Linked DNA regions of Rattus norvegicus: region 1 is linked to region 2. A link is a contact called in public Hi-C data. All regions are on one chromosome and are shown on one strand. Each heading gives the region's core, a stretch centred on a gene start, on an enhancer-like site or on the middle of the called end of the contact. The rest is flanking DNA. Distances are from core to core; before and after follow the strand shown. Region 1 has its middle 14 kb from the start of Swi5l1. Region 2 overlaps Eya3 (EYA transcriptional coactivator and phosphatase 3).

Region 1 (2,762 bases), core at 220-2,719, 98 kb before region 2:
GATCTCTCCTCATGCTAGTTAAAAATTTCAGCTGGGGGGTTGGGGATTTAGCTCAGTTGTAGAGCGCTTGCCTAGGAAGCACAAGGCCCTGGGTTCGGTCCCCAGCTCTGGAAAAAAAAAATTTTCACCTGGGGGCTGGAGAGATGGCTCAGCAGTTAAGAGCACTGGCTGCTCTTCCAGAGGTCCTGAGTTCAATTCCCAGCAACCACATGGTGGCTCACAACCATCTGTAATGAGATCTGATGCCCTCTTCTGGTGTATCTGAAGACAGCCACAGTGTACTCATATACACAAAATAATTCTGGAAAAGAAGAGGAAATAGTTTTTTTAAAAAAAATTTTTTTTCAGCTGGATGTGGTGTTAAACACCTGTAATTTCAACATGGGGGTCTGAGTTGGGAGGATTTCAAGTTCCAGGGGCTACTTTAGCAAGACTGCCTCAAAAAGGGGGTGGGTCACTCAGTGGCTAAGGCACTGCTTCCCAAGCCTGGTGGAGGGAGTTCAATCCCTGAAATGGACTGCACACAGCTGTCCTCTGACCTCCAATTGCATACAGTGCTGTAAACATTTGGGCACACGTGTATGAGCATGCATACATACAAACATACATGCATGCATGCATACGTACGTACATACATATATACATACATACATACATACATACATACATACATACATACATACATACATACATAGGTCAGGCTTGGGAAGCAGAGCAGATCTGTAAGGAGTTCAAGGCCAGCCTGATCTACATATGTTCCCCAAGGCTAGAGACATCCTGTCTCTGTCTGTCTCTCTGTCTTTGTCCCTCCATGCCCCCCTTGGTTTTCAAGACAGGGATTCTCTGTAGTCCTAGCTGGCCTCAAACTCAGAGAGTTGCCTGCCTCTGCCTCCCAAGTGCTGGGATTAAAGACAAGCACCACTACTGCCCAGCTCAAAAAAAATTTCCTAAACAGTACAAAAGACATAGTCAGATATTTTGGAAGATCCAGAAAACGATGTACACATGTCACCTCACCCACTAGGGGAGAGCTTCCTTGGGGAGATTTCAGGTGGGACAGTGACTAATTATGCAAGGACACCCTGGAAACAGGTGAGTAAGGCTGGCCCTGGCCTCTGGGAGTCTCTCCCAAGTAAGGGGCAGGCAGATGTTCTAGGTCCTCCCATGTCTGTCTGTCTAGCAAATTTAGATATAAATCCAAATATTGAGAAAAATGAAAGAGAATATTTCATTTTCTTATTGGCAGAGCAGGAGGGAACAAAATAGAGAAAGTTGTGGACTCTTCCAAGGAGTGTGAAACTTACTGTCACCAAGAAATGGAGGAGAGGCCACTTCACTCTGCAGAAGCAATGATAGGACACAGTGAATGTGAGCCCTGGCATGTGATGGGTGGGAAGGTCTAGTGTCCTGTGTCCTAAAGAGAGCAGGCTAGGCTGGGTGCAGTTCCAGCTGTTACCAGCAGGTGGGGCTCTGTGTTTACCATTGGAGCCACTCGGCAAGCATCCAGGTTCCTAAGGCAAGTGCTAGGCAAGGACGTTGGAAGAAAGGGAAGGGAAGGACTCACTGTTGAGCGCGCTGCAGAGCATTCTCTGTGTGTTGTCCCCAGGAGCCCCCAAGGGAGGACAGAAGTGTCTCCACTTTACTAATGGATCACTCAAGGTTTAGTGCCCACAACTCAAGGAGATCCATAACACAGCACAGGCAGTTTCTGGCTGCCGCCGCCGCCATTTGTATTCCTAGGACAGGAGAGAGTCTAGGATTTTCGTTCCCTTCCTTATTTTTAAAAAAGATTAGAGTGTTCATTATGCGTATGGTGGAGAGTGTTGTGTGCACAAGTGCAGTACCTGCAGAATCCAGAAGAGGGCAGTAGATTCCTTAGAGCTGGAGTTGCAGGTGTTTGGAAGAACAGGAGTGCTCTTGACTGCCGAGCCGATCTCTCCAGCCCCCTTTCTGATTTTTTTTTTTTAATCTCTCTTACCCATTGCCTACCTATCTGTCTCCACCTCTGGGCTTTTTGGTGGTGGGTGAAGCTTTCAAGTACTGAATCCATACTTGGAGCAGGGTGTGGGTTTGGGATGCTCTCCCCTGGGTTAAGGGTACTGCCAGGAAAGGCAGGTGAGATGTTTAAAATGGCCATCAAAAGAGACTCTCCAGGTTCTCCTTGCCACACCCTGCCTGCTGCTGCAGCTTCGTGGAGGCTGTCTGCTCACCTGCTGTCATTGCCCTGCAGTGCTGACATCCACACCTGCCTCTTTTCCGGTTCATTCACAGCAGCATTCTGTGGGGACCTGGGACTGTAGCTTAGTTGCTGGAGAGGTTGTTAGGATGTATGAGGCTCCATCTCCCAGTGCCACATACACTGGGTGTGGTAGCACATACCTTATTGTTTTTAAAGATGTATCTATGTCCATGAGTGCTCTATTTGCATGTATGCCTACATGGTAGAGAAGGACATCGAATCCCATTCTAGGTGGTTGTGAGCCACCATGTGGGTGCTGGGAATTGAACTCAGGACCTCTAGAAGAGCAGTCAGTGCTCTTAACCACTGAGCCATCTCTCCAGCCCTGGCAGCACATACCTTTAATGATAGATTTTTGGGGGCTGGGGATTTAGCTCAGTGGTAGAGTGCTTACCTAGGAAGTGCAAGGCCCTGGGTTCGGTCCCCAGCTCCGAAAAAAAGAACCAAAAAAAAAAAAAATAGTTTGGTAGTTACCCGTACCTGCACATTCCCACTCCTGGCAGATCCGTGGGAGCCTTGCGTT
Region 2 (2,870 bases), core at 270-2,769:
ATGGAATTCCTAAGAAGTCCAAGCCCCTTCTCTCCAGTTTGCAGGGTAGCTTCCTGGGACAGAGCTTCTGAATTACAAGCTAAAGGCTTAGATTTATTGTCTGTGGAAGTTGTTTCCAGGGTTGTGCCATTTGCTTACAGGTGAAGTAGGATTGCCAAGGAGACCGAGGCTTACAAGATGGGAGATGCCAAAGTCTAAAGTAAGTGACCAGGGCCCTGTAGATGGCAAGGAGCCTCGCTAGAGAGCAGAGCACTGGAGCCTCGGTCCTGTCCAGAAGAGGTCCTGTCACGGAGGTATTTTAGATATTTCCATTACTACTGTCACGGAAACTTTACACACTGCTTTCTTCATAGAGAAGTGGGGAAGGCTGCTTGAGAGACCAGACCCTCACCTATAAAAACAACATACCCATCACTGGGAGACAGTCTACACTAAGAGAACAGAAGATCTCAAGGGGACGCACGTTCCATCCCCACGCTCAGGAGCAGCTCCCAGTCTGTCCGTGTGAGCACAGCTGTGCCCTGAGCATCAGCTTTCCTTGTTCTTCCTTTCCCAAAGGAAACTGAAAAATTAAAGCACAGTGGCTGCAGCCGGTCTGCAGCTTTATCCAGGCGCCTCCTGCTGTACAGTGGACGTGGGCTGCAGCTGTTGGTTCTGATTGTGTGCTCGCCAGCATTCCATGGAGAGAGAGCAGGAGAGGGGGAGGGGCGCTGAGACATGGAGAGACAGACAGGAGAGAAGGGGCTCAGAGGGTTCTGGCTTCTGGCTCCTGTCGGAGGTAAAAAGAAGCTCACAAGGAAGGAAGGTCCCACATTCCAGTTCTTAGAGGAAGTCGAGCTCTAAAGCCTGGTGCAGGGACACCAGATCTCCATGGTTTGTGATCCTCCAGAAGGGCATGTTGTGCTGGAAGGGAAGGAAGGAGGGCTCGTTAGCTCAGCATCTGGGACTCCGCTTACACCCCTCTTCCACAGACATCTTGAGGTTCTCGGAAACCCTCTGATGTTGCCTATCTCACAGGACTGAAGGATCAAGTCATGTGTGATAACGCTGTACAACATGGGCCACCATACTGACATGAGGAAGTTTTAGGAGATTTCAATGCTACCTGTACTTTTATAAGATACTTGTTCCAGGTTTTAAGGATCAAGGATCAGGATCAAATAAAATGGTTCAGATTAAAAAAAATTACTACTTCTGAATGTGGTGTGAACACCTGTGATCCCAACACTTGGGAGGCTGAGGCAGGAGGATTATAAGATTGAGGCCAGGCTGAGTAACAAGAGATCCTGTTACAACTACTAGGCTGGGGAAGAAGCTGACACTAAGGTAAGTCTCACTACCTTGTGAGGGCCAATCTCCTGTCAGCCTTAGCTCTAGCAGGCTCAAACCTGCCCATGCCCAGATGGAGGCTGTGCAGATGGCAGGCCATCAGACTGGTGCCAAGAACACCATGTACAGTGCTGGAAGGGACTGAGTGCCTGAATCCATGTTCTGTGAGGTGTAAACTGTTCCCTGTGCAGCAGCCAGATCAGGGAATGAATGGACGGAAGAACAGTGACAGTCTGGCTGACCCCATGGGCAGGCCACTTCAGATTAGTCCCCTCATCCTTGGGGTACATTCAGGCAAGGATTGGTTTTCTTTCATAAAGGCTGGCAGAAAGGTTCCTGACAGAAAGTAGGTTAAGTTGCATAAAGCACTTAGATTTTTGGGGAAAGGGGGCACACAAGACAGGATTTCTCTGAATAACCCTGGCTGTCTTGAACTCACAGAGATCCGCCTGTACTCAGACATTTTTAATGAATATAGTGTTTTTATCCTCAGTGCTGAGGACTTGGCTACGGGGACTCACATACACCCTGGGTTTCTGAACTTTCTAGCAGATTGCAGACATTAGCTTAGGGGTGAACTCCTGAAGCTCAAGTTCTTTCTCATCTCTAGACTGAGAAGCCACTGATCTTTCCCCACGGTGAGACTAAGCAGTGCAGGAGAGTCAAAGCTCCAGTGACTAACACGGAAAAGCAAACTTCTCAAATTGCTCTATTAAGTGACAAATGAAACTTTATCAAATAGTGGTGCCAACCGTGTCAATCGTATCCTCACTAGCAGCTGCTGTGGCTTCTATGAACTGGGTGACATCAGTCACAGCTGGTAAGTCACGGCACTAATCTGAAACTAAAGCAATAAAGGCCAAGGAGAGAACTTCAGATGCCCACACAGCAGACGAGCAAACAGACTTCATGGTACAAACTGATGTCACCTGACTGGAGACAGGGCCTTTTTTATGTCGATGAAGCCAATCAAAGCCTGGGCCCAATTTCCCCTTCCACCCAAGTAGACACAGCTGGGCACACACAACCATGCTTGGCCTCATCTACAGGACGCTAGGTTCCATAGCCCAAACTCATCTACAGTTTCTGTGTGAAGGAAGGGTGACCAAGGCTTGGCCTGCACAGTGACAGAAGACTATGTGAACAAACCTTCAGGGCTTTCAAAAGCAACCATGATTTTTTTGACAATAATGTTTTGTTTTGGGGCTGGAGAGATGGCTCAGAGGTTAAGAGCACTGTCTGTTCTTCCAGAGGTCCTGAGTTCAATTCCCAGCAACCACATGGTGGCTCACAACCACCTATGATCTGGTGCCCTCTTCTGGCCTGTAGTTGCATACATGTAGGCAGAAAACTGTATGATGTGTACATAATAAATAAGTTTAAAAAAAAATGTTTTGTTTTTCTTTCTCTCTCTCCCAACTTTTTTTTTTTTAAAGATTTATTTATTTTAGTTACATGAGTACACTGTAGCTGTCTGCAGACACACCAGAAGAGGGCATCGGATCTCATTACAGATGGTTGTGAGCCACCATGTAGTTGCT

Evidence for each region. Hi-C and Micro-C count contacts between places; a contact is called where the count stands out from the background.
Region 1: a Hi-C map of Schwann cells shows a contact between it and region 2, with 10 times the contacts expected there. The contact joins two enhancer-like sites. A contact is called at or near these places in 11 of 12 Hi-C or Micro-C datasets (the A7r5 cell line, the Rat2 cell line, Schwann cells and 6 more) and 1 of 1 datasets of contacts at active chromatin or transcription factors (oligodendrocytes).

What each region holds. Positions count from the first base shown.
Region 1 is chr5:150,310,973-150,313,734 of GRCr8, reverse strand. No RefSeq gene overlaps it. Among named protein-coding and RNA genes, the nearest start is that of Swi5l1, 14 kb to the right of the region's middle. Within about 2 kb of position 1,469, at least 18 of the 93 cell types and tissues checked have an H3K27ac peak or open chromatin away from gene starts, as enhancers often do.
Region 2 is chr5:150,213,035-150,215,904 of GRCr8, reverse strand. Eya3 (EYA transcriptional coactivator and phosphatase 3) reads right to left here. Exons shown (of 18, transcript NM_001415864.1): 18 at 1-903. The coding sequence ends at 823. Among named protein-coding and RNA genes, the nearest start is that of Xkr8, 15 kb to the left of the region's middle. Within about 2 kb of position 1,519, at least 24 of the 93 cell types and tissues checked have an H3K27ac peak or open chromatin away from gene starts, as enhancers often do.